Regions from separate parts of the Gossypium arboreum genome. Here region 1 is linked to region 2. The links are chromatin contacts, called in public Hi-C maps. All regions are on one chromosome and are shown on one strand. Each heading gives the region's core, a stretch centred on a gene start, on an enhancer-like site or on the middle of the called end of the contact. The rest is flanking DNA. Distances are from core to core; before and after follow the strand shown.

Evidence for each region. Hi-C and Micro-C count contacts between places; a contact is called where the count stands out from the background.
Region 1: a Hi-C map of leaf shows a contact between it and region 2, with 3 times the contacts expected there. The contact joins the promoter of LOC108474138 here to the promoter of LOC108473378 in region 2. A contact is called at or near these places in 2 of 5 Hi-C or Micro-C datasets (both in leaf).

The regions. Positions count from the first base shown.
Region 1 is chr11:21,864,939-21,870,392 of ASM2569848v2, reverse strand. LOC108474138 (pyridoxal kinase) reads left to right here and starts at 2,417. Exons shown (of 13, transcript XM_017776058.2): 1 at 2,417-2,858; 2 at 3,200-3,334; 3 at 3,880-3,973; 4 at 4,129-4,233; 5 at 5,217-5,300. The coding sequence starts at 3,254.
Region 2 is chr11:21,641,062-21,646,580 of ASM2569848v2, reverse strand. LOC108473378 (DNA-directed RNA polymerase 2B, chloroplastic/mitochondrial-like) reads right to left here and starts at 1,770. Exons shown (of 19, transcript XM_017774899.2): 1 at 498-1,770. The coding sequence starts at 514.

The sequences.
Region 1 (5,454 bases), core at 1,168-3,667, 220 kb before region 2:
TTTGGTATAATTTGCGTTAGGTATAAAGTGTCTTTAGTCATATTATGGATTTGGTCCCTTACTATGTATAAATTTAATATTTAGTTCCTATACTTTTTGAGGCAAAATTAGGTCTCTATACTATTATAACAACATTAGTTAATCTAAATAATTAACATTCTTAACTATTTCAGATAAAATGTCAATGCGGATTTAATCTTAAAAATACTCATTCAAACTCATGTTGATAAAATAATTTTTTGTTGAAATAATATTCTTAAAGAAAAATTGGTGTTAGTACTTTAATTGTTAACAATATTGGTGGTTTAGCCTACTAATGGCATTATTAAAATATAGATATCAAACTATATCAAAATTGAAATATAGAGATTAAAATTTAAATTTTAACAAAACTGAAATTTAACCATTGTATTATAATGTAAAAAAAAAATAAAGCAAACACAAAGGTAGATTAACACTTGTCAAAAGGTAAATACTTTGGACTAGGGGTGAGTATTCGATCGAGTCGAGTCAAATCGAATAAAAAATTTTCGAGTTAGTTGAGTTGACAAATTCTATTTTAGCAACGGAACTCAATTTGATTTTTTTTTGAATTGAATCAAATTGAGTCAAAATTTTTTTGAGTCAAATCAAGTCGAGTTAATGAATCCTATTATTTATAGTTAATGTTGCGTTTAGATGAACCGATTATTTAACTAGCAGACAAAACACAAGATTATTTAACTATATGAAAAATATAATGATTTAGTCTTTTAACTTAATGGGTAAACATTTATCAAAACGACATAGTTTTGTCTTTTAACTTAATTATTTTTAATTTTAACTTTTTAAAAAGTAAACATTTATCAAAGTGACGTAGTTTTGTCTTTTCTTATTCAGATTTTCGTATAACTCAAATTGTGTAATTCATATTCGAGTTAAACTAAAAAACTTAATTTTTTATTCGAGTTGACCTAAATAGCTTGATTAACTCAAATAACTCGAACTATTTAATTCAAAATTTAAAATTTTTTATCGAGTTTTTTGAATCGAATCGGATTTTGCTCACCTCTACTTTGGACATTACTTTAAGCTATGTGGTGCAAGGTAATCAATTCTGTTTCGGTATCATTTGTATTAGTTGAAATATTTTGTTTTAGTAGTAAACTTGAACAACAAATTTTAGATTTCTTTTTTGTGTAAATTCTAATTAATCTTGAGCGGTCCAATGCATACTAATTGATTTTACCTATACCAATCGGTAAAAAATAAAATTTGAAATATAAATATAAATGTAAAAATAAAATTTTTATTATTTATTTTAGATTTTTATACAAATTTAAATTTTAAATGACAAATTGTTATTGAAATGATTTTATTATTTAATTTACGAAATAATTTTTCCTTGTTTATTTTAAGTTTGTTTAATCTTATATAGTGAAGTTTTTGAAAAGTATTTTATATAATTAATGAGCATAAGATTTATTTAATTTAATTTTGATATTTATAAAAATTTTTATATACATATATAATATATATATTTTAAAATATTGATAAATTTAAAATGATATGCTAAACAAACTGATATTAATACATACCAATATTAGATAAAATGGTACATTCACAAATATAATATTTATTATCTTGCCTAGGGTGATAAAATGAAAAAATATTTTTGGGTATTACTCGTGATTGGGTAAGGATCTTGATAATTTTTAAATTTTAAATTGAGTATTATGAATCGAGAAAATAATATTGGAAAAGTTTTAATTCTTATTTAGATGTTTTATTCAATTTAACTGTAAATTTAATTAAACTTTATATGATTATCAGATGATAAAAGTGTTAGATATATATTATTTTGATATTTATAGATCTGCCCTTACTTTTTCTAGCACCATCTGCCCTTACTTTTTCTAGCACCATGGAATCTCCACTATTTGTGAAATCCTCAACGATGTTGGAATCGATTTCAATGGTATCATGCATCAAAGTGATAGACATTCCTCTAGTACCCACATTTGAGCCAATAGACCCCTCACCCCTGACCCCATCTGTATATGTGTTTGTAGCCACCACCAGTTGCTGGACTTGTGTTCCCTAAATTAAATGCCGACGTGGGCTAAAAATACCGATGGATTTGTATCCAATAATTATTCCCATTATAACAAGGGCGGATCTCAAATCATGATAACTAATATGAGTTCTACTTGTCGGTCATACTCGGTTTACTAGCAATGAAAAACTTTCAATGTGGTAGCTTTTAATTTTTTATTTAATTAAAAATTTAAAATAATTTAGATAGCTTTTCCTTATCAAACTATGCTGTAAAAGTTGAATTCGTATATAATTATATTTTTTCATTAGATATTAATTATAATAGAGTTGTTTAATCTTTAAAATAGATGTAGTTAAACTCTTTTTATATTGTGTTTTTCAATAGAGTAAATTTCTCTTTCTTTACTCGTAAATTTTCAGATAAAATTTATATGTTTTGATTATTTTACTATTATAACATTATATTTGTTTCAAAAATAAGCCAAAGATACTTTGTAAAGTTTTATAAATTAAAAAAAAAAAATTACTAGTATTCACTGGGAAGTGAGAACCGAAAAAAAGAATCAGCTTCAACAATCCGTAATATTTTTAATTTAAAAAACCCAACCTCCCTTGTCCTAAAATCTGATGTCGATCGGAAAAGGAAAAAAAAAAAACTCATATCAGGCCGGGACAGCTTGGAACTCGATGTCTTAGTAGAGTTTTTTTTCTTTTTCATCAGAGTTGACATTGGCGTCCAAATCGGTCTAGGAAGCTGTTTAAGTACATTGGCCCGGCGCTGTGGGTGCATTCTCTACGCTCGACCTTTTCTCGACTGTGCCGTAAGAATCCCAGTGGAGAAATTAATTCTCCCCCTAATCTTCCCAAAATGCCCTTGCTTTTTTTTCTTTGTCTTTCTTCTCTCTCAAATCTCTAGTACATGGACGGAAATAACTCTTCCCTTTACAACTTATTTTGCCTTTTTATGATTTTAATTTTTTCAAATAATTAATATAAACTAATTAATAAATATCTAATTTTGATTTGGGCATTTTATTTATGACAAAAACTCAATATTTCACTGCAAAGATAATAATAAATTCATTGGAAAATTTTAATTTATTTAATTTATAATTTATCCTTTTTTGTTTTAGTGATTTGTATGATGTTGAATTGATTTCAGAATTTATTGGACTTGTCAAAGATCGGAACAGTTTAGCTGTTTAGGAAGTCGGAAATGGCATCGCCTCCAATTTTATCCTTGGCTCTTCCATCAAATACCGGTAGAGTTCTCAGCATTCAATCCCACACAGTTCAGGTACTTCTTCTCCTTTTGTTCTACTCTTTGCACTTTTTTTTATTCTTTGTTTGGTTGTTGAAAATGTTTAAGGCAGTATGATAATCTTGATTCTGTTTTCAGCATGATTTGTTTTTTTTTTCATCTGCGTCAATGTCTGTGCATTAAGAGAATTACATTTGTTTTAGATTCGTACTATAAGTAGAAAATGCTCTGGCTTTGATCACTATCTGTCTTGTTGTAGCACTTAATATCTATCTAATAATTGTTTCAATCATCAAGAGCTGGGTACAAATTTTGTTTTATGTTCTTAATATATCGTGAATTACCTGTACACTGAAATATTCTTATCTATCTTTGAAAACATTTGGAATAAATTCTTGTTTTCTCCATTTTAACAATTAAAGGATCCTTGGAAGTTTACAAGTGAAGTAATTGTATGATTGGTTTTACCTTCACCTAATTTCCTCGTGGAAAAAAAAAAAGCATTTCTATATTACTCTTTTGCTATTAAGTTCTGTTGTTATTCTAACTTAATTTCTTCTCTTTTTTTTTTTCCTCCTTAGGGATATGTTGGTAACAAGTCAGCAGTTTTTCCTCTTCAACTATTAGGATATGATGTGGATCCAATCAATTCAGTACAGTTTTCAAATCATACAGGCAAGCTGCTTATACTACTACTGGGAAAGTCTCAGAGTACTGAGACCTGATATATGGAGTGCTGTCAGCTGTAAATTTGTATAAGTTTGGGTTTGGTGTTCTGACCAAAATACAGCATCTTCTAGCATAGTTTAATCTATCTGAAATTTGTGCAGGGTACCCAACTTTTAAGGGTCAAGTTCTAAACGGGCAACAATTATTGGATTTAATAGAAGGCCTTGAAGCAAATAATTTATTGTACTACACCCATTTACTAACAGGTATTTTATTTCTGGTTGCTCTTTGACGATGACAGCTTCTCCGTGATATAAAATTCTCTAGATTGTTATAATATTCATCTATGAGGGGGAAAACAGGATTGTTATACAATATTTAAAAGGAAAAGGAACATATAGCATTATTTACAAAGAAGAGAAATTCTCTTCTGTGTTAAATGAGTGGTTCTCTCTGGAATTATCTACCCACTATAGAGAAAGGAAACAAAATAAGTAAATAAGACATCCTATGTTGTGTATTTAGCAAATTGTGTCACAAAAAGGTATTCACTAGGATGCTTCTGTAGTGGATTTTGTTTTTTTTTTTCATTCTTTTTTTTTTTAATGTAGCTTTTTTAATTTTTAGATATTTGACTTGATACCGGACCCAGGGGGGGGGGGGGAGAAAATTGCATTTAAAGTTATAGTTTCTTATCAATGAATGTCTTAATGGTGTAAAAATAATAGTTTCTTAACAATTAATGCTTGAATGATATAAAAATCATTTTATTCTGGTCAAATTCTGATTTAAATAATCTCTTAATTTGTTTAGGCTCCTTTTGTTTGTTGACTTTTTTTCACTTTCTCAAAAGTTACTAAGTAAATAGAAATGGTATAAAGGCAAAATCATAATCAATTAAAAATTTAACAAATAACTAAAATGCAACTTCATTTTAAAATATTTGTGCTTTCATCGGTAATTAATTTGAATGAGTTGATAATTCATCATTGCTTTGAGACATTAGAGTTGAATATTCTGGGCAGTTGTATGTTACAAATCATCTCTCAGAAATGTAAATGATATTCTTTATTTCTGGTATAGAAAAAGTTGTGCAGAACTGTTTGTTTCTATTCACTTGTTATTTCTCTGTTTCTGTAATCATCAAGCGAATTTACTTTTTGTTGCCTGAAATTCATCACATTTCCATGCCAACAGTGTTAACTGTTTCAATATCTATTGCTTCAGTTTTTTCATGGTGAATTTGCAGGTTATATTGGCTCTGTTTCTTTCTTAAAATCTGTATTGGAGGTTGTAGACAAGCTTCGCTCTATTAATCCAAATCTTACTTATGGCAAGTCTACTCTAATCTCCAGAAGCTATTGGACCTTATTTTAAGCTCGCTCACTTGCTTGCATGTGCTTTGTCCTTTTTGAAATAAGTTTAACTCATGATTACAGAAGATGATTTGTTCAAATCCATAACGATATAAATAATTGGCATTGTAT
Region 2 (5,519 bases), core at 521-3,020:
CATGCCAAACATACAGGTTTAAATATCTTCATCTTAACCAAAGGTTTAAACAAACAAAATATAAGCACCCTTCTCCCGTTCGGGAAAAAAATAGCTTAAATATCTATTGTTTGCAATGCCACAATATTTAAGGTCCATTCGCAACTTCAATTGAACTAGTGTTCAAGTTGTCAGCATTCTTCAGCTTTAGGTTTGTCATTCTAACAACTCATGCTTCATTCTTCATTTGGGAAAAAGGAGAAAAAGTTCGGATTCTATTTTCCCTCTCAGTGTCTATTATGTATATATGAGTTTACTTTCTAATGCCAATACTTCCAAGATCTAACCTGAAATAACTATAACAACAGGACATGAATTTGTGCAACAGAACATGTGGTGATGCATTATCTAAAACATGAAACAATAGGCTTTCCATCAACTATGTAATTCTCAAATAAAACCAAATACAATGACATATTAAACAAATATAGAGAAAAGTAGCAGTCCATCTCTCCCACCTCCTGCTCAATGGCATCACCTATCAGGCAAGCAGCCTGCACAACCCGAGCACATCCATGTTCCCCTCCAGTCATCAGCAGCCCCATCAACTTATGCATTGTGATGACTGCCGCCATATCAGCTGGCAACTGGTCCAAGTAAGCTGCATAACCGGCCCTAAGTTTCCCTGACCTATACAACTCTTGTTCCTTAATAATAACATCACGAAAAGGCTCGAACCAACCAAGAAACAAAGACTTCATATATGGCAAATTGGGTGCCAATTTTTGCTCACACATATCCTTCAAAAGTTCCCTATACTCATTTGCAGCTTGTTCCCATGCTTCAGTTTCAATCTTCACTTGCCTGCTTTTCAACATTCGGTACTTGTTTCCCCCCATTCCTGTCTCCTGTATTTGAAGAATTTTACGCCTATTTATATTCTCTCTCCTATGTTCTTTCTTCATTTCATTCAACAACTCCTTAATTTCTTCAACAGCAGATACGTCATCTTCAACATCAGTCGACGAAGCCACCTCTGCCACACTAGCATATCCATTTGGGCACAATCCTCTAAGTCTGCACCCAATCTCATTCCTCAAAAGCCCAAAATTTGGCTTCCCCATACAGTCCTCATTACCTAAAACCTCACCTATTTTTCTACCACCCATATCAAGAAACCCTAAGCTGGAGCAAAAAGACCCAAACTTCAATTTCTCCAGAAAAACTGAATCCCGAGTAACACCCAGAAAGCTATAAGTTCTAGGAAACCATTGAGAACAACGGGTTCTTGAAATGGCATGTTTAGCTATGTTTCTCCACATAATTCTGGAAATCCTTGGAGGGTTTTGGTAAAGAGTCGTGGGTTTATTATTATGAAAGGGATTAGAGTAATGGAATTTGTATAAAAGATTAGAAGAAATTAATGGGGTTTCGGGGATGGACATCAAATTATTGAAGAATGAACGGTGAAACTGAAAATGAAGTGGGATTTTGGGATTGGGATTGGGATTGGGCAGGTTTTAGGACAAAGGAAAATAAGTTTGGTAAAGGAATATTTGAAGAAGAGGATGAATTCATGGAGGAAGGGAAGTAGTAGCCGCCTTAAACCCTGCTTAAAACCTTGTATGATTGTAATGTTGTATTTTGTAGCTTAGTTTTTGCTCTCAGTTGCCCTGTGGGCTGTGGCAGTGAAACGAAAGGTAGAGAACTGTAATTTAATAAATCTGGGGGTCCTTGATGTGCAACGAGAAATGGAGAAAATTAAAGAAGCCCAAGTTTTTGCATTGAAGCCTGAAGGAATCAAGAAAACCCAACACCAACAACTCTTGGGTCTAAATAATGTTGAGTTTGGATCACAAAATTTATACCCAAGGATTGCCATGGATGCAAGCTGGCTATTACGTTCTGACTATCAATTTTCTTATTTTGAGCTATCAACAAGTGGTCAGTTATGTACATTTAAGGAGAAAAGATAAATTTTTATTTTGGAGATAGATTCCGAACATGAACAATATAACGGATTTGAAATATATTAAATTTGCACTAATAATTCTCAAATTTTACAAAACCTAAAAAACAAAAACATGATGTACTTTAAAACTCTAATATTTATTAAAAGTATAGTTTTATATTATGTATATTAAAGTAGAGCTTTCTATTATTTATACTTTTTATATTTATAAATATAAACTTTAAAGAAGTATTATAAACATCCTTCTTCATCCGGTGATTATTGAAACTGATTGTATGTTGGCAGTGGAAATAATTAATGATTGCTTGGGAAGTAAGCCATCGATGACTCTCGTCAAGAGAATAAATGAAGTATCTCGACAATTTGAATCTGATAAATTCCAGCTTGTGAAAAGAGAAGGAAGCATGGTTGTTGATTGACTAGCCAGAACATGTTCATCTATTGATGTTAATTTACATATTCTTGATGTTTCTACATTTCATGTTAGGAAATTACTTTTAGAAGATAAATTTGGTGTTCCGTATATAAGAATAAACTGATATAAGGCAATATGATGCATTCTCTTATTTATCAAAAAAATAATCCTTCTTCATCAATAAAATTTATCAAATGTTATAAAATAATCAAATAAAATAACACTAAAAAGTAAACAATAGATCAAATCAACAGATAATTTTCTCGTATATTATTTTCACTCAAGTAAGGGTTCTATTTATAAGTAATTGACGTTCAATGCAACACAAATAAATAAAGCTTATTTAACTGCTTCATTAACACATACATTAAACAACTTGCATATTTACTGTCATAATGAATGAGGGGGTTTTATCTCATAAATGAAAAGGTTAGAATATAAACATTCGCATTTATTTGTAACAGTCCCCTTTGGATGCCCATTAGAGAAAATTGTGCCTTATTAAAACCTTTATTAGGAAAAACCCTATGGGATAAAAAACTAATGAAGGAAAAAGAGTACACAATCTCCTATTACAAGTTACCTCATTAAAAACTTTTACCAGAAAAACCCAGTGGGACAAAACCTTGGTTAAAGGAAAAGAGTACAATGTGTTTTTTACTCCCCTAATGGAAATATCACATTACATCTTTCAGTTGATGCATTCCAATCTTACGTAGTAGTCTTTCAAACGTTGAAGTTGGCAATGTCTTTGTAAAAAGATCTGTTAAATTTATCACTAGAACGAATTTATTGAACTTCTATGTCCCCTTTCTTCTCAAGATCATGAGTGAAGAATAATTTTGGTAAAATATGCTTCGTTCTGTCACCTTTGATGCAACCACCCTTCAATTGAACTATACATGTTGCATTATCTTCGTATAAGATAGTTAACATCTTTTCCTGTAAAGGCAAATTACATATATTCTAGATATGTTGGGTTAATAACCTTAGCCAAACATACTCTAGGCTTGCCTCATGCATTACAATTATTTTAGCATAATTTAAAGAGGCAGCAGCTAATGTCTGCTTTGTTGAACGCCATGATATGATAGTACCTCTACATGTAAATAAATATCACATTTGAAATTGATCTTTTTGTGGATCTGATAAATATCTAGCATCAGCATAGCTGACGGATTTTGAATCATTTGAATAAAATAACCCTATATCAATGGTCCTTCTGAGATATCTAAATACGTGTTTAATTCCATTCCAATGTCTACGTGTTGGAGAAGAACTAAATCTAACTCAAAAGTTTACAGCGAAAGCTATATTAGGTATTGTGTTATTTGTAAGATACATCAATGCCCCTATGGCACTTAGATATGGTACCTCAGGACCAAGAAACTCTTCGTCATTCTCACAAAGGCGAAATTGATCTTTATACGCATTTAACGACCGTACAACCATCGGGATACTTAATAGAAGTGCTATAATACCCCATACCCGTACCTGAGACCGGGATAGGGTACGTGGCATTACCGAGATTTTCAGAATAATTTCAATTAATTTATATTATTTAGTATTCATTTTCATGTTTCATGTAACATCCTTTTCATATATTCAATTCAAAATATCATATAAAATATGATACAATACTTAAATTGTCATATTTACATGCTCATTTAGGATATACGAACCTACCTGACTAAATTGCAGAAATACCAAGATTTAGGGGCATATTGGTAATTTACCATTTTCCCAAATTTCACCCAATCTTAAATTGATAATTTCATTCAATTTATTAATTCAGATAATAAAACAATTCATTCCCTTCAATTTAGTCATTTTGACATTTTTACAAAATTGCCCCCTAAAGTTTTACTTTTATTCAATTTAGTCCATGAGCTTAAAACATGCAAATTAGCCATGCTAACTGAATATTCATTTATATTTTTCCTCCTCCTCCTCTCCATTCCACATCCTTAATGTATATAACACACTTATAAGCAACATTATCTATAATTTTTATTATTTACTTTTATGGATATTCAAGCTGTCCATCTGTGTCATAGTCACTAAATTATTTATATCTGGAGTTATAAAACTCCAAATTAAGATCCGCTAATTTTCCATGAAACTAGACTCATATATATTCTTACCATAAAATTTTTAGAATTTTTTGGTTTAGCCAATAAGTACAGTAAGTACAGTTTATTCTTTAAAGTTATCCCTATTCTGTTGTCTGACAGTTTCAACCCTTCTTCACTAAAAATTAATTATCTCATAGTACAAAACTCAGATGATATTCCTGTTGATTTTTCCTGAAAATAGACTCATTAGGGATTCTAAAAATATAACTTTAGCCCTCTAATTATTTTTCTCCAATTTTTGGTGATTTTCCAAAGTCAGAACAGGGGAACCCGAATTCATTCTGACCTTGTCTTACAAAATTCATTATATCTTATAATTTACAATTCAATTGCTTATATAGTTTATTTTATAAGAAACTAGACTCAATAAGATTTAATTCCATATTTTATTCATCCTCTAATTCAATTTCTACAATTTTTGGTGATTTTTCAAACTTAGACTACTGCTGCTGTCCAAAATAATCTTAGTGCAAAATGTTGATTTTCTACTTTTAATTTCAATTTAATCCTAACTAAATTCACTTACTTTTCTATCTTAATTCATACTTTACTTCTACTCAATTTTTAACCAAACTTGCACATAATTATCTATTTTTCATCATAAAATCATAATTTCGAAATTCTTTCAATTTAGTCCTTAAAGCATAAACTTATGAATCACTTTACAATTCAATCCTTATTTCATTTCTAACTTGAATTTCTATCAATTTAGCCCTTAATTCATCTTTTTGTTCAATAAGAACAATGTCTTATAATCAACTATCTTACAATAAATCAACTTAACTTCATCAAAACCTTGTTCTAAAGTTTCTAAAACATCAAAATTAAGTAAAAAGGGCTAAATTGACATACCTATTTAAATCTCAAGCTTCAAACCTTAAATTTTCCCTTTCTTCTTTCTTTTCTCCTTTCTTTCTTTCTTTCCCTGCTTTTCGTTTTGCCTATTCTGTTTCTATTTCTGTTCTTTTTTTTTTCTTTATTTCCTTTTATATATATACACACATGTATTTATTATTTA